Linked DNA regions of Mus musculus: all the other regions are linked to region 4. Evidence: chromatin contacts called from public ChIA-PET and promoter capture Hi-C data. All regions are on one chromosome and are shown on one strand. The core of a region is the stretch at or near the end of the contact, and the rest is flanking DNA. Distances in the headings are between cores, read along the strand shown.

Region 1 (4,926 bases), core at 118-2,617, 350 kb after region 4:
GGTTTCTCAGTGTAGCCCTGGCTGTCCTGGAACTCACTCTGTAGACCAGGCTGGCCTCAAACTCAGAAATCCTCCTGCCCCTGCCTCCCAAGTGCTGGGATTAAAGGCGTGCACCACCACCGCCTGGCTGGGATCTGTACATTTTTAAGGGATGGGAACCCAAAGCAGGGGGTAGTGGGGAGCCTCAGTATTATCTAATTGTATTTTGATATTATGGGTACCTATTGGAGACTGGGCTGTATCCTGGGCACCTGGCTTCAAGGTCATTAATTCAGCTCTTGGAGTCAAGTCTTCTGGACTCTGGCCCGGAATTTTAGAATGATAAGGGAACAGAGGAGTGGGCGAGCTGCATGTAGTCAATTAGTGCATAACAGGCAATGGTTATAGGTTTTTATAACTTATGCATGTTGGCTCAGATAACAGTAGTTTCTATATTCTTTACTGGTTAACAGACAAGAAAACATTTGGACAAGTGGGGTAGGCATTCGGAGCAGGACCTTGTTTGGCCCGGCCTTCAAGGAGGGGAAGTTGTCCCTGAAATATCTGGACTCAGACAATTGTTTTCAACCGAGGTTGCTGAGCTGTTGGTAAAGTCCCCAGCTCCCCCAGGGCCTGAGACCTTGAATTTAGAAAACGAAAACGGTAGTACTTAGCATAAGTTTCTTTTGCTTGTTCCCAACAAAATGAGGACATGACTGCTCCAAGGTATGGCTGAGGAGAAAATTTTTATTATAGATATGAGAACGAGTACAGCCAGAGGCATCGGGAAGAGTCTAGGACAGGGAAAGTAGTGAGCTGAACCTGGCCAGCAGACTGACCCCCGCGGAGGGAGGGGGCAGGGGGAAAGGGGGGCAGGGGAAAAGAGGAAGGGGGAAAGGGGAAGGGGAGACAAGGCTGGAGAAGTTTCCGGTAGGGTGTGGGGTAAGAAGAGTGGCTTTTTTGTTCGTCTGAAACTCTATGTAGCACAGGATAGTTTTGAACTCCTGATCCTCCAGCCTCATCCTCTTTAGTTCTGGGATTACAGATGCTAACTGATTATTGAATGGCCCAACATAGCCTGTTTGCCTCTGAGTTTGCCAACATTCCATCTCTCAATAATCACAAAGTACTGCCCAGCCACGACTTAACAGTCTGTAGGATCTTTATTTAATTCGGATGTAGCTTCTTCCGAGGATAAGTGCAGTTCGTAGGGAACATGCTGTCTTTCTGCACCTTTATGTTGCCTCTGACCACCAGCGCCCCAAGCGAGCCCGGAGTTGTATGCCACGAACCCTCTACGTCCTCTGCCACCCCAGCAGTCTTAGGCTCCGCCTTCTCCCCCTCCGTGGGCGGGGCCACCCAATGACGTAAACTGGGCGTCCTGCGAAGGGCGGGCCCTGTTTCCGGCTTGAGGATCCGTCGCGTTTCTGAGGCGACGCCTCAGTCAGCAGTTAGGATCCGCTCGGAGCGGTCGGTCTCGGCCCCGGCGTCACCATGGGGGCCGTCCTCGGCGTCTTCTCCCTCGCCAGCTGGGTGAGTCCCGAGGCCTCGGCCGTCCGGGGCCTGAGGCGCGCAGGGGGTGGGTGTCGGGCCGCCCGAGGCGGACCCTCCACTCTCTGAGGCTAACAGAGAGGAGCGGGCAGGCCCAGGGTCCAGGCCCGGTAGCCGTCGTCCCGGAGTCGGGGTGCGGCGGCTCGGCTGGCTCTCGCTGTGGGCGGAGGGTCGCGGGAGGCCGGACCGCCATTGTTTACAATTTCGACGCCCCGCCCCCGCCAGCCTTCCGGACCCAGGGTTCCCGCGGCCAGGCGACGCCGAGGTTCCACGGCGCGGGTTCCTGAGTGGCTAGAGGATGGCGTCAGGGAATTTAGGGCCACTGTAGTCATTTTTCTTCATAGTTCGGCATATGCCAGCGCTACTGAGTGGGGTTGGGAGCGGGGCTTTTAAGTCAGCCCTGCTGCAGGTCGCGAGCAAAAGGCGTTTAATTAGAAGCCCCGCGGCCTAAATATTTTCGAATTAAACACCCTAGCATTCCTCTCCTCCAGAACTGTTGTGAGGATAAAGTAAAGAAATTAGTCCGATTCCCCTTGTCAATGGTAAAACGTTTTTAGAAGTTAATTTTAGGATCTCTTTAACCTAAGGAATAATCTAACAAATCTGCCTCAGAGGAACTTGGTAGCTTGAACCACAGTGCCTAATTGTTTTCTCCTTCCCGAGCTGATGTAATGAACCAAGGACTCAGGCTCTGCTCATGTCAATGGCATGTCTCAGGGCAGAAGTAATGTCGAAGATATCTTGTATATTTTTCTCCTCCTGGTTTAAAACCATAATTTGAAAATATCCTATCCAGGTGTTCATATCTAGAAACTCCTTGCATATATTGTTAATTCAGTTTTTACCCAGTAGGGGGTTAGGATACCAGAGTGGAATGAGAGAAGAGTACGAAATTAAAGGCTGTGGAGGGCCATGGCAGATCATTTGTTATTTGTTTTGAGACCCTGTCTCAAAACAGGGAGGTGCAAATTACAGTTTATGGGTAGGTTTTTAGAGGCTGTGGGTTTAGTCTCCAATTGCCACTATCCACCCCCATCTCCCATCCCACGCCAAAAAAGGGGGACAGAATATCAGGGAGCCAAATCATGCAGATACCCACTGTATGCCTTTATTTTTTAGGCAATCTCTTTGGTCATTCTGGGTGTTTAAGATTGCACCCAGGACCTTGTTTGTCCAAAGCTTATCTCTGAGAGCTCCTCCAGCTACACCTCCAGTCCAGTCTGGATTAAAGATTTCAAAGGACTTTTGTACGTGTTTAATTTTTGCCTTATTGAGATAGGTCACCAGATCTCCCTGAGTATCCCATGCTGGCCTTTCATTCACAGTTCTCCTTATTGGGATTGTAGGAAGGTGTTACTCCTGGCAAAGAAGTTTGGCCTTTACTTTTTTTGAAATATGGTTTTACGTTGTAGCCCAGGTTGGCCTTGAACTTTTAGCAATCCTCCTACCTCAGCCTAGTGCCGAAACTACAGATGTGAGTCCCCACTACTGGCATGTCTTAGTAAAATGCTTCACATTATTATTACTTGGGGCGGCGGGGTGGGGGTGGGGGCAGGATTTCACTCTGTTAGCTCAGCCTGTCTAGAACTGCAGATCCTTCTGCCTCAGCCTCCTGAGTGCTGCGGTTACAGAAGTATGCCACTTTCCTGGCTTTTTTTTTTTTTTTTTTTTTCCTGAAAAGAGTGTATCTGTGGAAGACTGAGTTTTGGTGATGAGTAACTCAGGTGATTAGGTCTTGCTGAAAGACCCCCCGAGACGGGTAGTCGATCAATCTGAGGAGACCCTCCCAAGGAACAGCGAGACCACGATTCGGATGCAAACAACAAGAGGCTTTATTGGTAACACGGGTACCCGGGCGACTCAGTCTATCGGAGGACTGGCGCGCCGAGTGTGGAGTTTTTACTCCTTTTATAGGGCTGGGGAGCAAAAAGCGCGGGTACAGAAGCGAGAAGCGAGCTGATTGGTTAGTTCAAATAAGGCTAGGGGAAAGTCCCGGCCATTTGGGGAACCTTGAAACTGATGTGGGGCAGTCTCGAAACTGTTGCTGGTTCCGCTCTATCTGGGTACCATCTGTTCTTGGCTGGTGGGGCAGTCTCGAAACTGTTGCTGGTTCCGCTCTATCTGGGTACCATCTGTTCTTGGCCCTGAGCCGGGGCCCAGGTGCTTGACCATAGATATCCTGTTTGGCCCCTGTCCCGTTGTTATTTAGCCTTAAACTTTAACTGAACTTCCTTGTAACTTTTGAGGTCTCAGCTCTAGTACTTTTCCATGCCTTGCAAAATGGCGTTACTGTAGCTAACTTGCTAAGCCTTATGGTGGGGTCTTTCATTGCTGCTTGTATGTCTGATTTAGGAGGGAAAGAAGAAGAGGCAAAGGAGGATTTTAGCATGAGGATAAGGACTTTTGTCTTTTGAAAAAGTCAGTGGGGTAGATATGTGTTGTTGTGTTGCATTGGCATGAGAAATACTTACCCTACCTTTAAAACTTCCCTTTAAATGGGGCTCTGTGGCCGTATTTTCTAGGAGTTGCTTCTTTAAGTCAGATGAGGGAGACTTTGAGGCTAGATTTCTGGCCTGAGTTCTTCATTTATGAAATAGAGAGAAGATAAAGCATATAGTAACAGGTAGATTACATAATAGTTACTGATTTCTATGTAGAGGTATAAAGTACAGCCTCCTCTAAAAGGTATTTGTGGCACAGAGAAATAAATAGGTATATTGGTTAGGGTTTTACTGCTGTAAGAGACACCATGACCAAGGCAACTTTTTTTTTTTTTTTTGAGACAGGTTTTCTCTGTGTAGCCCTGGCTGTCCTGGAACTCACTTTGTAGACCAGGCTGGCCTCAAACTCAGAAATCCGCCTGCCTCTGTCTCCTGAGTGCTGGGACTAAAGGTGTGCGCCACCACGCCCGGTCCAAGGCAACTCTTATAAGGACAACATTTAACCAGGGCTAGTTATGAAGAAATACAGTTTCTAGCTTAACTGATGTACACCAAAGCTATTTACAGAGCTTGCAGCTTTTGCTTCCCTGTCTCCTGCTGCAAGCTTTCTGCAGCAGCTTCTCCCTATCTCCTGCTGTCTCCTGCTGCTTAAAGAATTTCCCCTTCCCCTGCCAGTGTAAACAAATTCAAGACCACTGGGCCCCTTCCCTATCTTCAGGGACAGACTAGTGGTCATAAAGACCACAGCTGCCAGAAATAACCGTCCTTGAGAAAACTTCCCTACCCCTCCTCAGTCTGAATTCTGAGGAAAACTATAAACTGCTTTGATCTTGCTGATTGCTGACAGAGTTTTCTGCCAAATTAAAATTATACTGTTGTGCCAGGCGGTGGTGGCACACGCCTCTAATCCCAGCACTTGGGAGGCAGAGGCCAGCCTGGTCTACAAAGTCAGTTC
Region 2 (5,337 bases), core at 1,228-3,727, 450 kb before region 4:
ACAGAGAAACCCTGATTTGGAAAAACAAAAGCAAACAAACCAACTGGCTGGCAGTGCATCTCAGTGCTTGCTTAGTTTGTGTGCCTTTGGGTCAATCATCTGTATCAAATAAGTAAATAGTTCTGGGTCTGCGACCTTCAGAAACTCATCACTGACTACTGATACATTTTCACAAAGAAGAGATAGGTAGCTAGTGATGCCAGGTCTACACCCCAGACTCCACTATTCCCAAATGTAGCAACTAGGCACATTAGTCAGGGGTTTTAAAATAACATCCTGTTTTTTAAAAGGTATATCTTCCAGGTGTTCATGCTATCTCCAGCAAAAACAAGCTTTTGTTTACAGAAGCAGAAATGCTGCTTGACCTTGTGAGCCATTATCTTGCATAAACAACCCTTTTGTTAAAGTTGTACAAGCCCGGGCAATTACAGAAACAACCCTTAGCGGCCCTTAACATTCAGAGGTCCAGTTTTGCTTTATAGTTCTCTTAAGCACAACAATATTTAAACTTTGAAATAACATAAGGTCAGCCATCAACAAAATGTTATCCACCAACATAATGTTAGCCATCAATATAAAACATAAGCTATATCTTCATTATTTATGTTCTTGAGATTGTTTACACCAACCTGGCCTGGCCTAGGCTTGTTTACCAGCTACTTGGGACACTGAGGTAGGGTGGGATGAGTTTAAGGCCATCCTGGGCCAACTTAGCCAAATCCATGGAAAGACTGGAAACCATTTGAATTGCGAAACGTTTTCTTTCTATTATTTATTTACTTATTTCTTTACTTTTGAGACAGGTTCTCTCTTATTGCATAGCTCTGGTTGGCCTGGAACCTGAACTATAGAACAAGTTGTCCTCAGCCTCAGAGATCTGGCTGCCTCTCCTATAAAACCATGCCTAATAAGAAAGGATTTCTCCTTGTCATCCTCCTTCCTTTGAGACAGGGTCTCTCTACATAGCCCTGACTCATTGTGTAGACCAGGCTGGTCTTGAATTCAGAAATCTACTGGCACATGTCACCACACCCGGCTTATGAGAAAGAGTTTCTTATTCTAGTTAGAGTGATTCATTTATTTTCTCAGTGCCCAACTTTTAGGGAAGTATATTCAAATAATTGAGAACAATTGCTCACCGTTAAGTCTGGGGCAAGATAAACCCACGGTCAGTATTGGAAAACTGTTTTTCTCTCAAAGCTCTCTGCCACAAGAGACTTTAATTCTCAGAAAATAATTAAGGGCTAGAATAAGGAAAGCCAAGGAATAGAACAGGACAGAGTATGCCCTGCCTGTATTCTTATGGAGGAGGTAGTGCTGAGCTGGGACATAGTGAGTTAGGGTTAGTTTAGGCAATTCAAAGAGGAACAGGGGCGAGGGGTCATATTTACCTTGGAAAGTATGTGAATTCAGAATATCCTAAGACAGGCCAAAATGCCCTAATTCCAAAACCACATTATGTATGCACAAATGTACCCTTAGAACAATGTATCGGTATGTCAAAGATCAAAAGTTTTGATTGATGGTTCTAGCATGCCCCTCCCCCTACTTTTTTAAAGACAGGGTTTCACACTGACACCAGCTGGCTCATTTTAAACTCCGACTGTCCCCTTGCCTCAGTATCTCAAATGCCAGGATGACAGCCCTTCCCTATCACGTGTGTGTGTGTGTGTGTGTCCTTCAGTTTTTCGATTATTGATTCCATCAGTATCTGTGCTGAGGGTGGGACTAAAGAATCTTACCATTACCTACTTTGTTAGGATGGTGTTAGAAGCAACATTCTTGGATCCGGTGTAGAAGCCGCCTTGAGAAATAAGAGAGTCAATTGAGAGGACAAGTCAAAAGAGTAAGACTATTTCGTGACACGTGAGTATTACACACAATTCACACTTCAGTTGATAAATCACACTGTTTAGTGCACAGGCAGGCTCGTTCCTTTGTCTTTCCAGCTGCTTCTGCGCTGGCGCCCTGGGGTTGGAATAATTTCGACAGCAGGCCTGGAAAAACTTGAACCATTTCGTCGTTGTCGGTTCAGAGTTGCTAATCAAAAACTATCCGAATTCAAGCGCCACTTGGGGAATACTCCCTGACAAAGCGGAGCGCATCCGCTTTGAAGACTGGTAAAAACAGCAGACCCCTAGTCAATCCTACCCCGTTTATGGGCCTCAGTTTCCCCAGCTATAAATTGGGGGCTAAGCAGTGATCCTCGGATTTTAGGCAGACTGCCTCGCAGTAGATCGGTTAACTATCATGGGCTGCAGCTCCTGGAGCTACAGATTGAGGTCAGTTTGGAGCCGGCAGGCACGCTGTGGGCGGGTCCCCGGGCGGGTTGGGTCCCACCCCAGTGGTTTCCAGCTTGCCCAGCGCAGCACCCCGCAGGCCTAAGCTTTCCCGGGGGAATTCCGGGCGGTGCGGGCGAGCACTGGGGGCGGGGCAGGGCTGCTGCCTATAAGAAGGGCTGCGCGCCCGCTCCGGGCCACTGGTTTGCGCTGTTGAAGCCATGGCGCCTGCCTGCCTGCTTGCGCCGCTGCTGCTGCTGCTCCTCGGAGGCTTCCCCTTGGTCCCCGGAGAGTCGGTATGTATTTGAAGGATGTCTTGGAGGGGGGAGAATTGGGGGGTGCCTTCTTTGTCCCCTCAAATCCCGGGATCCGGAGGGAGTAGGGTGCATCGCGAACTGTGCTCCCTCCCCCCAACCCCCTCTGGACGCCGAGACAGGGAAAACTTTGTGAGGAAACTTTGCTCTTGGGTCTCGAGAAGGCTGCCGGAGACTCTTCCACGCGCCGTGCACCCCTAGCCTGTTGCTCTGAGCTCTGGACTCAGCCTGGCCTCTGGGCTCCCGGGTGGGACGTGACTAAGTTGGTGTCAACTTTTCTCCTCCCACACCCTCACCCCTACTTTGTGATCCCAGTGCTGGCGCTGCGCGCGGAGTGGCCCTCTGGGTGTCCATAGCAGGAGGCTCGAATCTGAGATGGTCTGGGGACGGGGTGGGCAGCTTGTATTCGGGAGCTGGAACACTTTAGGGCTGTGCGGAGGACCCCGTTTCACAAACCCTGGGGAATGGAGAAGACTGAATCCTGGCCTTCGTTCTGGCCACAGTCTTGGTACGACTGACTTAAGGGGCAAGATCACCTCCTTCTAAGGTCACCTGACCTATCTACAGAACATATCATGAGGTGACCCTTCCTGCTTTAGGCTGTCCAAAAAGTAGGGTTCCTTATTTTTCCAGAGCGGACTTAAAGGATAACTTTCCGATCAGCTCCAGGCTAGAGATTGAGCTTCAACTGTTTTGTGGGAAGTGTTTTGGTTGAAACCGCACACGGGGAAATTGAGGCACCCACCTGAGTGCGGAGAAGGATCTAGAGGAGAAAAGATCCCAGGGAACCTAAAGAAACCTTTCCTTTTCAGGATCAGAGTCAACAAGGATCTAGGGCCGGATCAGCTCAGTCCTAGCAGGCGTTTAGGAGGCAAGGGAATTTACAGGGCATGACAGTTCCTGGGAGAGGGTGGTCTGACCCATGAGCACGGGCCATTTGTACCGTTAGTCTAAGTTTTAGGGGGAGTGAGACTCTGGAGTTTAATCATTAATGTTCTTTTGAAAGCCACCTTTTCTCTGGGCTTATTTAGGGAATAGTTGATTATGTTCAGGAGGCTCGAGATGAGAGTGTATGCACTCTCTAGCACAATTGCAGTTAGGTACGGAACCCATTGCATGCTGGTTTCTGCTCTGATGGCTTCCTGGTGGCTTTGGAATCGAGCGTGTTTAATTTCAGAAAACCTCCCTGTTTACCATTCTTAAACTAGTCCTCAGGCAGAGGTTAAGTAACCTGCTGAAGGTCACACAGCTACCAACCAGCTGAGTCAGGCAGAAGTTAAGACAGACTTGGAAATGCCTGCTTTTATCTTCTCGTCCCTGTGGCTGCTGTTAGGTCCCGTTTTCCCATAATTCCAGACTGGTCTAACATCTATTGATGCTTGGGATTGGAGAGCCTCAAGGTGTATTGTGAGTGGAATGAACGAGAATATGAGGGAATGGCTTTCCACTAAAGGGAAGGCATCTTTGCAGAAAGGTGGTGACTGAGCGAGCCCAGCGTGCCTTCCTGTTGCATTAACCTTAAATGAGCGGCTGAAGGCTATTCTGAAGTCGAGTCCTTCCTTGTGGACATCTGAAGGAATGCTGGCCGAGCAGTGTGAGGAAAAAGGACCTAGGAGATGGCTGAGGTCACCATGTGGCCAGTCACATGCCATTGCGCTCCCCTCGGGCTGCTAAGCCAGCAGGTGCTTTGGGGGAGGAGTAGACCGCAGTGTCCCCCAGATACAGTCAGAAGGATGTGGTTTGTGGGGGGTAGGTTTTGCCAGGCCTGCTTTGGGTGACCTGATCTAGCAAGGGGGAGAAGCCAGCCTAAAGCAGCTGCTTCCGGAGGCCTCGGTCTCAATCTCTGGTCCTGACCTCAGTTCTCCCTCCTCCCTGCCTAATGTCAGGAGCATCTTGCCTCTAATTGGGTCACAGGGCTTCCCCCTTAGATTGTGGTCAGAAAAATCGGACCAAATGTCTCTTGGGCTGGAAAAGCAAGTGATACTGTCTGCCTTTCTTTCTCCCTTGGAATGAGAGAGAAAGACAGAGACAGAGACAGAAAATGAAGCCTGGGGAGAGGATTTAGCTAACAGCTGTTTTGATTTATTGAGCACATTCTGATAACTGAGTAATTAGGCCCTCACAAAAAACAAAAACCAAAACACCACCATCACACCACCGCCGCCACCACCAAAACCCAGCACACGTGGTTACGTTCTTGTATTCTCTTTTCCAGAAAAGTATATTGAAAGATTAAATGATACCATCTTTTAATACTGAGTATACAAGCAGGCCATCTACTCTCTACAGAGTAGTCTTGCCACCTTCACGCTACGAGGGACTTTCTCCAAATTTTCGGTTTAGTCCAAACCCAGATTTGGGAAAGGCAGCCCATGCTAAACGCCCGCTGCCCTCTCCTCTGCTTGGCGGGTTTGCCATCTTAAACCTGTTCTTCCTGTCCAGCTGGGAGCATTCCCTGATCTGCCTTCTGCCCCTCCCACCCTGGCCAATTAAAGGCAGCCTTGTTTTTGGGATGGTGGTTGGGGGGGGGAGGTGAGGGGTGTGGGCCAAGGTGTTGCTGCCCAGGGGCACAGCCCACTGACTTGGCACCAATCCCAGGCAGCTCCGAGGAAGTATCTCCCACCCACCTGGTGTACTTCAACTTAAAGACGTTTCTAGTCTACTTGAGAACCCTCTCCTTGGTAGCCAGGAAGTGGGGGCTGAGTTCCCAAGGAGGTTCTAGGGCCTATGAGTGGCTGGTGAGA
Region 3 (4,915 bases), core at 1,604-4,103, 390 kb before region 4:
GTTGTTTTTTTATTTTTATTTTTTATTTTTATTTTTTTACAGTGGCTTGTGCTTTCTGGGGACATAGACCATAAATGCCATCATTGTAATGTATCTGGTCTCCAGCTGGGGGTGGGGGGGAGGGGAAGGATCCAGACATGCCCGCGGGGAACAGCTGGGCCTTATAGGGGGCAAAGTTTCTTGGTGGGGGGCTTGATTTTGACTATGGGGTCTTTAGATTCTAACACATGTCTAAGGCGTGACTCTTCTTCCACTGTCTACTGCTGATAGAGGTAGGTGAGCAGGGCTGTGTCCAGGGCAGAGAATCTGTAGTTAAATGTGCTCCCTGCCCTGCCACCAACTCTAACAATTAACTAAGGTGTTTTGGACACATCAGGCTTAAGGGCCCTTCCCGTCCCGACTTATTTACAATGGACCCTGGATAACTCACTTAACCCCGGCCCTACCTTACCCTCTTCTGTATGAGGAAAGATGCCCAAAGTTACTGCCAGCTTTAGATTTCGGAGGCAAGTTGGAACGCTCTGCTAAAGCTCTTCACTGGCTGACCATTCAGGCCCAGGCAGATCCTCATCTTTCTGTAACCCTCGGTTCTACAGCTCTAAAGTCAGAGGTGAACATTTGGGAGTGTTAACGAGGCCATCAATAAAATGACACAAGGATGAGGGTTTGACTGATAGTAGAATCTCCCTATGGAGGCTGAGGCTAAGAATCTTGCTGCTATTTTAGTGCCTGCAATATTAAAAAACAAGAGCTGGTGAGATGGCACAGCGTGTAAAAGCAGCTGCCATGCAAACCCGGCGACCTGAGTTCGATCCTGGAACACATTACCAAAAAGCCCGATGCGATGGCTCACATCTGTACCCAGCATCCCTGCAGGGAGATGGGTGGTGCAGACGGAAGCACCTGAAAGCTTGCCTGGATACAAAGAGAGGCAAAAACTAAAGAGAGACGCTGCCTCAAAAAGGTGTGAGGAGAGAGTTGACTCACAATAGATGTTCTCTGATGTTGACATGAATGCTGTGGTCTGCCCTCACACATGTATCATACACATACATAATAAAACATTAAAATAGAAAATGGCGTGGACCAGCAGTGATGCTATCTCCGTAATATTCCCCACCATTTTCTGTACTGTTAAGGAAACATAGACAACCAAGTTTATCTCTACTCTACTCTTAGATGTTGAAGTGTGTGTGTGGAGATAAACTTGGATCCATAATTTTTTGTTTTTGCGTTTGAGACGGGGTTTCTCTGTGTAGCTTTGGCTGTCCTCCTGGAACTCACTCTGTAGATCAGACTGGCCTCAAACTCACAGAGATCCTTCCTTCTGCCTATGCCTCTTGAGCGCTGGGACCAAAGGCATGTACCACCACGCCTGACTTGGACCTATAATTTAAACATTAATTTCATCAGAATCAGTGGAATCGCATATTGTTGCACTTCATCCTGACTCACTAGGTCTGGGATAGGGTTTGATAATTTGCCATTATGACATATTCCTAGGTTATGCTAATACTGCTTGTCCACGGAATGCTGGTTTACTAGAAATACACAGTACAGGGTTGACTTGTGCCTGGCATTGCTCTAGATATTGTGCCAGTACGGTATTCAGTCGCTACGTGTGTATGATGAATTACAATTGGTCACAATAACACAGAATAAAAACTGAGTTCTTCAGTTGTACCCGCCACATTTCAAGTGTCTTAAGCTCCAGGTGGCTTTTGGGTATTGAATCGGCCAGGACAGACAGATAGAGAACATGTCCATTGTTTGTCGTGGTCTCATTTGGACCAGCTCATCCATCTAGACTTTTTCTAATCAAAGTGAAACCCATGGACTTCAGAATTAATGTGTTTCAGGAGCTTAGTGAAAGTGCAGATTTTTACTCTGAGTCGAAATCTGGATTCTAGCAAGCTCTGTGGTAATCCCAGCAAGCATAAGGGTTGGAGAATTTCTCTTGCAAGTGGGTCCACATACGCAAATCGTCTAATCTCATAACCACTAGTGGGTAGCTTCTTTCATTATATCCATTTTACGGATGCGGGGGAATTGAGACTTGAGGGGTTGAGTTTCCCCCAGGACTTCTGTGCTATTTGGCTGGGACTCAGGCTAGGTCTAAATCCAAAGCCTGCATGTACACCATCGACTCGGTAGAGGTGTATCAGAAGGTCGAAGCCACAGCCTGGTGGGCTCCCTTTTGGTTCCTCATTCCTTTGACTCTTGGCTCTCTCCTTGCAGAGGAGGGCATTGGCGCGGGGACAGAGCTTCGGAGTCCCTGCGAATGCGAAAGCCTCGTGGAGTTCCAGGGCCGCACGCTGGGGGCGCTCGAGAGCCTGACGCAGAACCATATCCTTTGGGGCTGGAGGTGCGGGTTGCAGGGCGGGTGAAGGGATCTCTGAGACCACATCTTCCTTAACCGCTCACTGGCTCGGCTGACAGAGCGCCTGGAGGAGCTGGAGAACCAGCTGGCTAGCCGAAAGTGAGGGTCGCACGCTGTCTGAGCAGCCACGCGAGACCGAGGCCGAGCCCCGCAGCCTGGACCGTCCAGGAGGGGGCGCTGGCGGGCCCCACGCGCTGCCTTCGAGCTGGCCTCACCTGGACCAGGAGCCAGATTTAGGGGATGGGGATGAGGGGATGGGGAGGTGCTGGTGGGGAAGGACTGCTACACTCGCCGCGAGCTTTGTTGGATTTCTTTTTTTGTTTTCCTTTTCTAAAAAAAAAAAAAAAAAATTTGGTTTTCACGGGGTCGGTTTGTGGCTATTGCTATGCTGGCAGAGGGAGGGGAGTTCAGACGAGCGTGCTCATAGGCGCCCGGGTGGCGTCCTCTTGGAGAAAGGCGCATTGTGCAGTACTGGGGCTGGGGGGCAGGGGGCCGCTGCTTCCCGTCTCTTGTTTATTCAGCCCCAGAACAGATGGCCCGTTATGTAGGACGTGGGGAGGGAGGGGATGCCCCGAGAACCTTTGGGTCCGAGGAAGTCTGAGTCCCCCATCTTCTAGCACGTCGTTTTCTTGCTGTTCCTGTCTTCTGGAGCCAAAAAATGTGGCTCAAAGGCCGCTTGGGACCTGGCTGGGGATGTGAGAAACTCTGTTGAGCCCCTGACCAGAAAGAGTGGGGGATGCGGGATGTGCTCCACCTGGATTGTATCATCTGCCTCTGACACTTGGTGGCATCCCTGAGCCTGTGGCTCTCTTCTGCCACTCCTTCAAGAAGCAAAGCTGAGCTGCATGCACACAACCCTCTCTACCAGCAAGGAACACGAACTTCCCGGGTACACATGGCAAACTAAAGCTTAAAATACGTTGGGTTCCAGAATGGGCGTCAGGTAAATTCCCCCGGGTTTGTTTTGCCATTGTTAAAGCTGAGACAAGGGTTAACTGGTACAAGCAGGACTGTGGCTAGAGGAATGTATGCTAAGGTACCTGACTTTGTGCCCGACATGTATTTTAGGTCCTTTGTTAATGATAGTTAGCAATTATTCTTATAGAAATATGTCTTGGACCTGGTTTGAAGCGATTTCCTAATATTGCCATTGTATCCGTTTTTTATCCAGACAACCTCGTGAGATAATTAGGATCTTAGAAGGCAAGATGGCTCAGCTGGCAAGCACATTTACACATTAAGATTTACAATCTGCTTTCAAACATCAGGGTCCTCATGGTAAAAGAGAGAACTCCTCCTGTAGGATGCTCTCTGACTTCCACCTGCCACCTGTTCCTACTTCATCAGAATGGTCAGAAACGGGGCGTGGTCAGAACAGGGTGAAAGGGAGGGGCCTGGACTCGATACCAGGTGACAGAAGGCTGGATACCTTAGAGGGAGGGGAAGGGTATGACTGACCTGAGCCTCGTGTTCTCTAAAGCCACATTCCAGAAGGGCCGGAGGAGAGAGGGGAGTGGAGGGCAGTTGCTTGTGAATCAAGGAATAACCACGATGATGAAAATGGTCCTAATAATGTAAAAATAAATGCTAAAGATAATTATTGCCTTCATCATTTCCATTTTAGACAAGAGGAAATGGAGTCATGTAGTTTCCCAAAACGGCACGTCTAGTCAGAGGCTGGACTGACATGCTATATTTCTGATTGCTGCTGTAACAAACGAGAGCTTCGAAGGCAAAATCAGTTCCCTGTCTCACAGTTCCCGGAGTCAGAAGTCCAAGATGGGTTGGCAGGGTTGCATTCTTTCTGGAGAAATCTGCTTTCCTTTGTAGCTTCTAGAGGCCTCCCAAGTCCCTTGGCTCATGGTCTCACTGCCCTCTGATCTTAACACCTCTCTCTCTGTGTGATTCTCTCTTTCTCTGTGATTATATTGTTATGACTTTGACAATCACAGACATGCTTCTACTTCAGAAAAACTCCCAGAAATCTCCTTTGTCATGTAGAGTCATAGATTTATTCATAGGTTCCCATGATTCAGGCATGGAAGTTGTTGAGCGGAACAGGGCCGAGGCTAGGCTGGCTGATGTCTGTACTGCTAAGGCTGGATAGGGAGTGAGGTCCACCTGTGTGCAACTGTATAGAAAAGGGGAATGTCTGATGAAGGATAGTGCAGGCAAGAAAAAAAGGGGGGGGTGGGGAGCTTTGAGCAAAACCTTAAATGATATGGCAATACTTTCTGTGATTGGTCATGTGGGTCAGGAGCGGCTGGGAACAGGAGCTGAGATGATCAGGACCTTACTTAGATATCATGATCAGATAAAGTAAGCAGGCCAGGGTAGTGGCTGGCATGAGAGCTCACCTTGCCCAATCCCTCAAGTTTAAAGTTAAGGAGAGTCCTTCCTAGGGGCCACAGGTTCTTGTCTGAGAGCACACCGTGAGTAAGCAGAGGGGCCAGATAGAAGACTTGCGTGGATGCGGGACTGCAATAGGGCACTTCCTGTTGGGGAACTGTGAGGGCTGGTGGAAGCTAGAGCATC
Region 4 (5,215 bases), core at 2,383-4,882:
TCTGTCTCTGCTGGAACTATGAAGAATGAAGGCTGTCCCCCAAGGATCAGCCAGCTTCTGCCCCCAAGGGCTGATATTAAAGCCAACCAAGGATCTAAACACCAACTTACAATGAAGTCACCGCTCCTAGAGCCCCTCCCTCACACGCCTGCTTTTGCCTGATGCCGCTGACAAAGCAGGAGCCGAGTTCTCTCAGGACGCAGTAACTTCTCTACTTACAGAGGGAATTATCTCCCATACAAAATCTAACCTAAAATACTATATAGTAGTATGGCTAGCAACCACAAATGGTTATGCTAAAATATAGTCTGCAGTTTTCTGATGGACTTTCTCCCTAGTATAAAGCAAATGCTAGAAAAACTGGCCTTTTTAGCAGCTTTCATCTGATACATACCAGTAATATCACCCTGCAAATAAATGGCACTGTATACTTTGAGAACAGCTAAAACTGGAATCTGAGCACATTAATATGGTGCTTGTACAAGTAACTGTGGTCATGGAATACATGTTCAACCACAATTAAATCTATCATTACCCAGAGTCAAATGACCTGGGTGTAACTCCTGATTTCAGCATGTAAGTCTGTGTTACATAGATGTTATCTTTGTAAAAATTCTCATCTCTGCACCTCAGTTTCCTCACCTGTAGGATGAAGCCAACAGCACTTACCTCTCATTGGCTGCAGACTGAACCGAGGCTTGCAGCGCTTACAGGAAGTGTAGCACACACCAAGTACTACCAGTGGTGAGTAGTGTGATCACGGGCTAGTACCTGAGGATAGCCCGCTAGCTAATGACTAGTCACACGGGTAGCTTCTGTATGTTTCTATGCTACAGGCACATATGCTATACCTAATCAGAGTGTGAACTCATGTATGTGAACAGTAAGAAACAAGATAAAGGCGGATCAATGGATGTAAGTTACAGTTACAAAGGAGCTGCCAGTTCAGTCGTGCTATGCACTTCACCCTGATTATACATAACATTGTTCTGTATTTCTTAGCTGGCTAGAAGAATCGACTTTATTTTCACCATAAAAAAAGACCAAGTCTGAGATAGGCTATTTAAGCATTCCACAATACATACATATACTTAAACGTCACACAGGGGTATATCCATTCGTGTTCAATTTGTTTATTAACCTTATTTGTATTAAGAATATCTGTATCCCAGAAGTTTAATTCCATTTTCTGCCAGCACACATCAAAAGCTGTATTACTAGCCCAGCACGGAGGTGCACACCTGTAAGTTCAGCATCCAAGAGGCAGAAGGGAGAAGACTGGGGCAGTGAGTCTGAGCCTAGGCTGGGCTACACAACAAAAGAGGTGGGAAGAGGGAAACAGTTGTCATTTGTTGAGTCCAGATGAGAGTTACTAGATATTCTCCATGGAACATTCATATCATCTGTCATAGCAAGTGTAAAAAATAAGACTGCACCTTATCAGAAAGGGAGAAAGAAAACACTGAAGTCAGGGATTTAAATACAACAAAACCAAAAGCTTGTACTTAACACAGTTTACAGAAGGTCTCAGACAACGGTGAGACAGGGAGGCTCAGAAGCTGAGATGAATTAACTCCTGAAGGAAGATCACAGCCAGAAAACAATCGAGGGAAGAACTGAATCAAAGTCACCTAACCAGAGCTGTTTTTGGATCCACAGCCAAATGGGGAAAATGCACTTTTTGCAGCAGCCCAAATCTCTGGGGACTCTGCCTAGGGACCGAGCATCAAGGGAGTGTGCTCGGCCTGGTTTCCACACAGGCTGCCTCCCTGATCCAGACAGCTCCAGCTCTAAAATGGCTTCAATATAACCCAAGCACTGCATGATGGGAAATGGAAGATAACAGGGTAGGAGCCATACTCCAGGGGCTGACAGTCCACAAATACTTGCCACCGATGAAAGAGAATATTCAGTCTGTAAGTAGGTGTGAGGTTTAGGCCAAATCACCTCATTTCTTATAAAGACTTCATCTGTAAGATGGGTGAATGGTTTCTTATAGTTAGAAGGCAGAGGCTAAGAAAATAATTTAGCATTTAGTACTGAATTTCCAGCCTTTCATTTCTAAGGTCATGCTTAAAATTCTAACTTGGGTGGGGATGAAAAAAACAAACAAACAAACAAAACAAACAAACAAACAAACCAGTATCTGCCGGCTATATAATGCTAAGGACATAGATCTTAAAATAAAATAAAAAAATTTTAAAAAGACTCGGGCAACCCAAAGAAATGGATTGCACTGGAGGCAGTCAAGAGAAATCCACCAAGATCCCAGTAATATTCGTATAAATTTCCAGCAGCTAGATGTGAGATGCTGAGTAAGCACGTGTTCAGTCCCATAAACTGTGTGTCTGTATGGTTTCACAGGAACACCTGAGATACAGTGAGAAATGTAATTTTCATATTCTCTTAAGCGCTACACCTTTCTGCACCGGCTCCCGGGATTTTAGAGATTTGTAACATCTTGCCAGATTCCACCTCCCACACCAGGCAAGTAAAATCAAGAGTCCAGTGCTATCTAGTCTCACCAGAGAAAATGTACTGAAGGCAAGGACATGAGCCATGCATTTTTACAGAGGTTGGCAAATTCTCACCAACGCTGCCACCTTTGGAATCCTCGATGCACGCATGTTCTCCATTTGCAACAGACCCAGATGCGCTCATCTTGCAAAAAAGGGTCCACATCTTGCCTACTCCTTCCTCAAACACTGAGGTTACTAGACAAATTTCAAACAATATATAACATATACACACACACACACACACACACATATATATATATATATGCCACAAAAAAGTGTATGGATGAATTTGGGGCATGGACACACGAGATTCTGGCAGTAAAAGACGACAAATATCAAGAGAAAAGACTCAATTCTCAGCCTGATCTTCCCCCACCCCATTGGGAATCCGGTTTGAGTCAGTGAAAGGTTCAGATAAATCCATTTCTTAATTCAAACCTCAACCCTGCTGTCAGGGAATCTCGGGTCCAGCTGGGTTTCCCACACCAGCGATGATGAAACAGCTTTACTGCAAAGTGGGAGAGGGATTCGCCCCAGCTGTCGCCAAGGTTAAACCCTTACTCATCCAGGGGAGTGCGGCAGGGGCGTCGCGGCTCGGGAACTCGCCCGCCTTCGACTAACATTTCAATTTTTGAAAGCCACAAAGAATGAGAGAGGTTGACAGGCCCAGAAGGATGGCTCGGGGCCCGAAGGGAGCAGGCAGGGGCGGCGCCGAGCAGAGATGGTGCCGGAGGGGGGGAGCCTGCGGCCCAGCGGTCCCCAGCCGCGCAGGCCTGGCCGCACCCCGTACGGCGCGCCGAGAGAGAAGCCCGGGCTTCCCGCGGAGGCGCAGGCCTGGCCGGAAGCGGGGAGGGGCGGCAGTAAGCCTGGCGGCGACAGTGAGCCTGGCCGCAGCCCGACAAGGGGCTTTGGGCTGGGGCCCCTGGGAGCCACGCCGCACTCACCGCGGAGGACTGGAGGGAGCAAAGGCGCTTCCGGGAAGATCAGAGGGCAGCGACTGCGTCCTTCCCGGGCTCACTCCTCAGGCGGGGCTGGCGGCAGCGGCGGTGGCAGCGACCGTAGGGGCAGTGGCGGCGGTGGCGGCGGCGGCTACCCGGCTCCGGAATCGGCGGCGGCGGTGGCGGCGGCGGCAGCTGCACTTCCGCTCTGGCCACCACTTCCGCTCTAGCCCAAGTCCCGCCCCACCCTGAGTCGATTCCTCATTGGGTGAATGAGGCACGGGGTTGCTCCGTCCTCCTGAAAAGGGCGGTGATAGCCAGGAGGAGGGGATGTCAGGGAGGACCAAGAGGGAGCGGTCGTGGGAGGACGCAGAGCCTGGGTGGGAGCGAGGAGGGGGCGGACGCAGGGAAAGGAAGTGGGGCGGGGGAGCAGGAAAAGGAGGAAGAAGAGAGGGCGGGGCCGAGGTGGCCGCCCCAGGGCTGGGATGTGTGAGAACAGGGCGGGCTCCGGGAGGGCAGGGTTCGGAAGCTTGGAGCGGTCTTGGTTGAGCCTAGGATCGTCTGTTCCTACCCAACCCTGAAAATAATTCTCACGGGGTCGGAGAGCCTAGCAGTGCTTTTAGCTGTGCGTTAAGGGAATGCTTGTAACTAAAGGAGAACAGACAGCCCTCCATTTTCAGTTAGTTCACCTTTCAGTCCTAAAAGGTACTTACTGTTCTTTTCCTAGACCAAGGACGCTTCATGAAGTACCAGGAACAGAACATTTCCAAGGTCTTAATAAAAACAGAAAAACAAAACAAAAAAACCAGTGTACATCAGTTCTTCGTTGAGATTCCCTGGTCCCCAAGTATCCTTCAAAGGGAAATCGTCAGAGACAGAACCCTGGGATCCCCAAACGGCTTTCAGTGTTACCTAAATTTTATTACTACTTCACTCAAGCCTGTTGACCCTTAAGTCTAGCCCTTCAAAATACCTCCACCACCACGCCTTCGTTCATTTCCCACAAATTCCGTGTGGCAATTTTCAGAGTGCTGGGGAGTACAGCAAGACTTGCGTCTTGAAGCTTACAGTTTTTAGAGAAAGAACAAAGTAATAGGCCTTTGTCATTTCTCCTTTTACCCTCACTTAGCTTAATGACAGACTTCAAATTCACCGCTTGACTCTCCAGCCCTGCCCCCATCAAGTACCAAATGATCTTTTCAATGTCATTCTGTGTCCGCTGCTTTGAAACCCATCGCTGATGGCTCCGACTTAATAGTTCCCTGGGCGAGACAATCAGAGCTCTGTCCTTACCCATTATCAGCACCCCAGTTCATTTATATAACTCCCCATCCTCCCAATGTACTGTTCCAGAATGAATAAACACTTTGAGTTAGCTGCTGTCTTAGCTAGGGTTTCTATTGCTGTGATGCTGGGGAGGAAAGGGTTTATTTGACTTACACGGCCAAATTATTCATTACCAAAGAAGTCAGGACAAGAACTCAAACAGGGCAGGAACCTGGAGGTAGGAACGGATGCAGAGGCCATGGAGGAGAGATGCTGCCTTGCTCAGCCTGCTTTCTTATAGAACTCAGAACCATACAAATCAGATTTCTATGGACAGAAAACTGCTGTCTACATTTCTATATGGTAGCTGGGACTATGGAGTGGCTGTCTACTTCAGATTGGGTGTGTATACACAGACTTTCTAGGGTATAAAGGTCATTTTCAAGTCTTTTGTACAGACATTTGTTCTTTAGATGCAGACCACATCAGTCC
Region 5 (4,974 bases), core at 1,849-4,348, 500 kb before region 4:
GAGTAGCACTCCAGCCACTCGCTACTCAGCCCCGGAGTCAGGCACATTAACTTGCTGCCTCTCTGAGCCAAGGATAACACCCATCCTTACTCCCCATGACTTACTCTGCAGATAGGCCGGATGTGCACTGCCTGGGAGTGGTAACTGGTGTGGAACAAGCGGTCTGCTTTCAATAGCACTGAGAGACCGGCCTGGAGGAGACAGGAAGAGACACGGGGCTGGTCAGTACCCCACTTGACATGAGGGCACAGATTCCCTTAACTATACCCTGGCTGCCAGGCTGTGAGGGACACATCTGCCCTCTCCAATCCCCCCACCCGTCCTCACTCACCTTGGAACTGCAGGGCAAGAGCTTCTTCCATGGCGTGAGGTTCTCAGTGCAGACAACCTCCCGAGGCAGCACAGCGTAGCGCAGGAAGTAGTCGTCAGTGTCTGAGGGAGACAGAGCTGGGTCCTGTCCCTCCGAGATGTAGGTGACCTCATCCACCCACTGCTGGACCACTCTAGTACTACCGCCAAGTGGTCCCCCCTCCAGGTGGGACTCCAGGGAGGAAGCAATGCAGAGACAGCAGTCTTAGGAAGCTACCTGGGACCTGTACACCCACCACATTTAGCATCTAGCCCCGCTGTGGAAGAGGAGCCCAAGGGGAAGGATGCGAACATGGAGGGTACAAGGAGGAAAGGCCCGGGGCTATCTCACCATTGGCCAGTCCCAGAGGTTTGAAGGAGGCGGTGGGAGTGACGGTATTGGTGGCGTCGATGAAGTTGAGGGATGCACAGAAGATCCCCGAGAGGACATTGCTGAGCTCCCTCCAGGACTTATCCACACTAGACAGAGACAAACCTACTCACTGGCCTGTGGTTACAGATCCACACTAGACAGAGACAAACCTACTCACTGGCCTGTGGTTACAGATCCACACTAGACAGAGACAAACCTACTCACTGGCCTGGGGTTACAGCCTCGGAACCCCAAATCCTGTGTGGCCTCCTTAATACAGCCACAGCTGACTGCCAAGTCTATGGTAGAGTGAAGCTGCATCTCAACCATGAGACAAGCCAGATGATGCTCAGGGATGCCCCTGCCTCGCCTTACCTCCTTAGCGCCCTCTCTGGGCATCTCAGCAGCCCTGCAGGTCTTTGTTCAAGTGTCCATCTTGCCTGGGAACACTCTGCTCATGGTTCTGTCGCCTTCAAAGTCCTGCTCTGGTCTTATCCAGAGAGGTCTTATCTGGTCTTACCCAAGGAGCCTTTTCTGCTCACCTCAAGCACGGTCTGTAGTGTTGTGCTTCTGAGAGTCCAAGACCCCACTTAAGCCCCTTCTAGGCGATGGCTAGGTGGCAGCAGCTCATCGCCCTAAGCACCTGCTACATCTGCTGTGCATAATACCAACCTACACAGCTTTCCAAAAACTTTAAAACTACTTGTTGATATTTACATGTCCTTCCTCATGCAAAAGTCTGATCTCTCTTGAAAGTGACAGTCAGAACTGTCATAAGGTTACAATCCATAGGAACTGAGTGGTGACTATTTCAGATCGTCACACAGACTCTTAACCCTAACCCTCCCTATCAGGGCTCTAAACCTGGTAATGTCTGCATTACTGATGTTGCAGGGTAGTTAAGAGGCAAATGAGACACCCTTAAATTCTCACTCCAGGGTTTCACCAATGCTTTAACTCCCTCTGTCATCGGTATTTTGTGGCCTATGCTGAGATAAGTTTGCAATCTCTGCATGGAAAAAATTCTACTCTAGGAAGATCACAGCAGCTACTGGGCGATTTTCTGTAGTTCACAGACAACAGCTAGAAACTTGATTATGCTTTAAAGTGAAACTCTTGCTTTATTTCACAAAGACCATCCTGTAGCCCACTGCTATCCCACAAATGTTTTGTTAGGCATGGGTATTGTTTGTTTTTTTTTAATACAAACAAATGTCTTAAAAACAAAAACAACACACCTAGTCTGCCAATTATCTGTGACCTTATATCCCAATAATAGGAACCAACCACCTACTCTTTGCCTCGAGAAATGCATGTAGTACCTCAGACTTGGAAGTTTTCAGGAGACGATGTTCACTCAATAATAATGTAATTTCTTCATGTTGTATGTGCATGCATACTGATGCAAATAGCTGTGAGGGCCAGAAATCAGCAACCAATGTCTCTTTTATTCCCTCTGTACTTTGTTTGTGTGTGTGTGTGTGTGTGTGTGTGTAGGGGGGTACTTCTGTCACTGATCTTGGAAGTCACTGATTCAGGCATACTGGCTTCCAGCAGTCCTGTTCCTCCTGTCTCCACCTCCTCAGTTATGGGCCTAGAAGCCGGCAGCAGCAACCCGACTTTTAATGTAGGTTCTGGAAAATGAAACTCAGGTCGTCAAGCTTGAGTAGCAAGCATTTTACTGACTGGGGCATCGCTCCAGCCCTGTAATATTAATCCTTACTTCCAAAATCAGTTTTAACTTGGTGTGACCGCTACCTACTGGAGTAGCAGATCCCAAGGCCAATGACAAGATGACAACACTTTGCCTGCCACACCCCCTCCATGGCCTGTGACAGGTGTCAAGTTAGGAACTCACTCGGTGACAGTGTCTTGGAACCAGACCCAGAGCTCTGCACCTGACGGAGCCTGCAGGAAGGGTGGCCCCCAGTATCGCGTCCTCCAAAAGCCTTGCGTGAACGACAGGTGGAGCTCCCGCAGGGAGTACTTGGAGATCAGCTGTCCCAGGGCTTTAGGGAAGAGCCTGTAATGGGACACTGAAGAAAGCAAGGCAGGTGAGCGGCGACCCAAGCCCCACCCCTGAGTAGCTCTCTTTAGGAACTGAGCAAGGTGCTGCAGACATTTTCCTGGGGTCCTGAACTCACCTCCTTCCCGCTGCAGATCCGAATCCCAACGCGTGCGGAACTGGAATGTGGCGGCCACGTCGCCGGAAGGCAGTGGAGTGATAACGAGCTCTTCTCGCAGGCTGTCGCGTGGGCCCTCCGCGCAGCCACAGCAGCCCCGTCCCACCAGCAACAGCACCAGTAACCGCAACGGCAAACCGAGCGGCATGGCAGCCGCCATACCTGCGGCCGCTTCCGCCTCCCAGCATCGCCCGCGCCCACCAAAGGCGGTCATCCAATAGGAAGCCGGATGAGAGAGGACTTCCGGCGCCGTCCCGGAAACCACTCCGAGGTTACCGGAGGGACACGGAGGTCCGTCAACAGATCGTGGATTTTGCCGACCTGGCCTGAAGGGGTGTGGGCGTGTGGCGGAGGAAGAGAGCTGGCTTGAGGGCCCGCGCACCTATAGGTGCTTTCACCAGCTAGGAAGTGCTCGATATGCAGTGTGGCCATCCCGGTACCAAGTGCTGCTATTACAGGCGTGAGGTAGAACCGTCCAGTGACTCTATTTACTTGGCTCAAAACCTAGCCCGCAACGGTGAGGGCAGAGCTGTCCTACCCCCTCCCTGTGGTCTTAATAAAAGAATATAATAAAATAAATAAGAGTGTATGGCAAAATTGAAAGAATTAGCAGCTATTAAACATGTTCCTCCAACCATGTAAATTAATTCCACCATTAACATGTTGCTATGGGTACACACCAACAAGCCCACTCATCTATTATAGCATTGATTCCATCACGGAGTAAATTTCACACATGGGTATTCTGCATTGTCAAAATTTAGTTTCGTTCAAAATTTTCTCATAAAATTACCTGGGTTTTAATTAATAAAATATTGTAACTCCAAATCTTACGGAGATATAGAATGTTCCTAAGAACTGGGGCTGGGGATGAAACTAACTCAGTGGCAGAGTGCCTAGTAGGCATGAGACCTTGGGTTCATACTCGACATAGCAATGTGTATTGGGAGGGAAGCCCTAAACTTAAAGTCCCACCTAAGGTCCCAGAAAATGGTCTAATGCCTCTTTCCTGTCAACATCTATCTCCAGAACACATTGTAGAGGCAACCAGTGTTCTTGTAATAGATTAATCTGTTCTAGGACTAAATGTAAATGACAGCATAGTATGAGGTTTTGTGTGTTCTTTCCTGAAAGGAATGATTTTGAAACCACATTGTGGTTTAGAGACAGAAACCATAGCTTCATGGGAGTTGGCTCTACATCCTTTCCTCATCTCTAGGGAAACAGTGCTGATTGGCCTCGTGTTCTCATGTGTATAAGGTTATTTACTGCTGTGCAGTGCTAACATTGTGTGGGTAAGCCAGTTTCTCCACTGGAGACACTCCATGGGCAAAGGAGTGCTTGGTAGTTTTGGTTATAGTAGGCAAGGATGATTATAGTCTGTACAAGTGGCTTTGCACACTTAGGTTATCATGTCCCTTGGGAGAATATTTAGGAGTAGGATGGCTGCAGCAAAGAGGAAGTGCAAGCAACTGTCAGACCTTTCTCCAAAGTCTGTCATTTTTCTATTAAAAACAGGAGAGTTTAAGGCCAGCCTGTTCTACATAGTGAGTTCTGGAACAGCCAACACTGTAGTGAGACTCTATCTCAAAACAAACGGACAAATTAAAAGCTCAAACATCAAGAGCTCTGGTTGTACTGCATCCTGGTTAAAATCTGGTGTTAGGTCTGGGACGCAGTGATGCACAGGATATCACTGTAGGGCTAATTTGCATTTCCTTAATAATGGTGTTGAGTACTGTTAATGTTCATTATCCATTCACTTATTGTTTCTTATGAACATTCTGCTATATATCTTCTGTACATCTTTTAAAAAAAACTTTATTATTGAGCTGTAGCTGTTTCCATATTAGGCTGATTTGGCTTTCCCACTTACCCTCCAGGAAGCACATTCATGAGTGAGTTTGTGGACAGGCTCTTGGTAAAGCACAGCTGTCTTTCTAGGAAGAGCCCAAACTTTGTAATTAGCGTGGTCTACCAAGAAAGATTCTAACAAGAAATGAATTGTTGAAAAGATGACTTCATTCCCCCAAATCCAGTGTTTCTGATTATATTAGACATACAGGAATA

Evidence for each region. Promoter capture Hi-C pulls out the DNA fragments that hold promoters and counts their contacts. ChIA-PET counts read pairs in DNA pulled down with a chosen protein or histone mark.
Region 1: an RNA polymerase II ChIA-PET map of effector CD8 T cells shows a contact between it and region 4, with 37 read pairs. The contact joins the promoter of Serinc3 here to the promoter of Ywhab in region 4. A contact is called at or near these places in 5 of 39 promoter capture datasets (the C10 cell line, cranial neural crest, hippocampal neurons and 2 more), 3 of 484 Hi-C or Micro-C datasets (CD4 T cells and embryonic stem cells), 3 of 115 datasets of contacts at active chromatin or transcription factors (effector CD8 T cells, embryonic stem cells and memory CD8 T cells) and 3 of 9 other capture datasets (adipose tissue, liver and pancreatic islet).
Region 2: a promoter capture Hi-C map of pre-B cells shows a contact between it and region 4, with 4 times the contacts expected there. The contact joins the promoter of Sdc4 here to the promoter of Ywhab in region 4. A contact is called at or near these places in 10 of 39 promoter capture datasets (the 3T3-L1 cell line, 3T3-L1-derived adipocytes, the C10 cell line and 6 more), 1 of 484 Hi-C or Micro-C datasets (the G1E-ER4 cell line), 2 of 115 datasets of contacts at active chromatin or transcription factors (bone marrow-derived macrophages and embryonic stem cells) and 1 of 9 other capture datasets (adipose tissue).
Region 3: a contact with region 4 is called in a promoter capture Hi-C map of neural stem cells. The contact joins the enhancer-like site here to the promoter of Ywhab in region 4. A contact is called at or near these places in 6 of 39 promoter capture datasets (the C10 cell line, cranial neural crest, hippocampal neurons and 2 more), 1 of 15 datasets of contacts at CTCF or cohesin (large pre-B cells), 1 of 484 Hi-C or Micro-C datasets (pre-B cells) and 3 of 115 datasets of contacts at active chromatin or transcription factors (embryonic stem cells, large pre-B cells and stem cell-derived neural progenitor cells).
Region 5: a contact with region 4 is called in a promoter capture Hi-C map of pre-B cells, with 4 times the contacts expected there. The contact joins the promoter of Pigt here to the promoter of Ywhab in region 4. A contact is called at or near these places in 5 of 39 promoter capture datasets (cranial neural crest, hippocampal neurons, liver and 2 more).

Annotation. Positions count from the first base shown.
Region 1 is chr2:163,641,584-163,646,509 of GRCm38.p6, reverse strand. Serinc3 (serine incorporator 3) reads left to right here and starts at 1,367. Exons shown (of 10, transcript NM_012032.4): 1 at 1,367-1,512. The coding sequence starts at 1,474. It overlaps 0610039K10Rik (RIKEN cDNA 0610039K10 gene), which reads right to left and starts at 1,660. Exons shown (of 1, transcript NR_028113.1): 1 at 710-1,660.
Region 2 is chr2:164,440,328-164,445,664 of GRCm38.p6, reverse strand. It overlaps Sdc4 (syndecan 4), which reads left to right and starts at 2,477. Exons shown (of 5, transcript NM_011521.2): 1 at 2,477-2,575. The coding sequence starts at 2,501.
Region 3 is chr2:164,387,224-164,392,138 of GRCm38.p6, reverse strand. Matn4 (matrilin 4) reads left to right here. Exons shown (of 11, transcript NM_013592.4): 10 at 2,239-2,346; 11 at 2,425-2,746. The coding sequence ends at 2,483. Among named protein-coding and RNA genes, the nearest start is that of Rbpjl, 14 kb to the left of the region's middle. Within about 2 kb of position 2,853, at least 176 of the 459 cell types and tissues checked have an H3K27ac peak or open chromatin away from gene starts, as enhancers often do. A contact at or near this core is called in hippocampal neurons and neural stem cells, where this site is marked.
Region 4 is chr2:163,993,614-163,998,828 of GRCm38.p6, reverse strand. It overlaps Ywhab (tyrosine 3-monooxygenase/tryptophan 5-monooxygenase activation protein, beta polypeptide), which reads right to left and starts at 3,632. Exons shown (of 6, transcript NM_018753.6): 1 at 3,464-3,632.
Region 5 is chr2:164,495,649-164,500,622 of GRCm38.p6, reverse strand. It overlaps Pigt (phosphatidylinositol glycan anchor biosynthesis, class T), which reads right to left and starts at 3,098. Exons shown (of 12, transcript NM_133779.2): 1 at 2,866-3,098; 2 at 2,580-2,757; 3 at 701-828; 4 at 332-432; 5 at 105-191. The coding sequence starts at 3,064.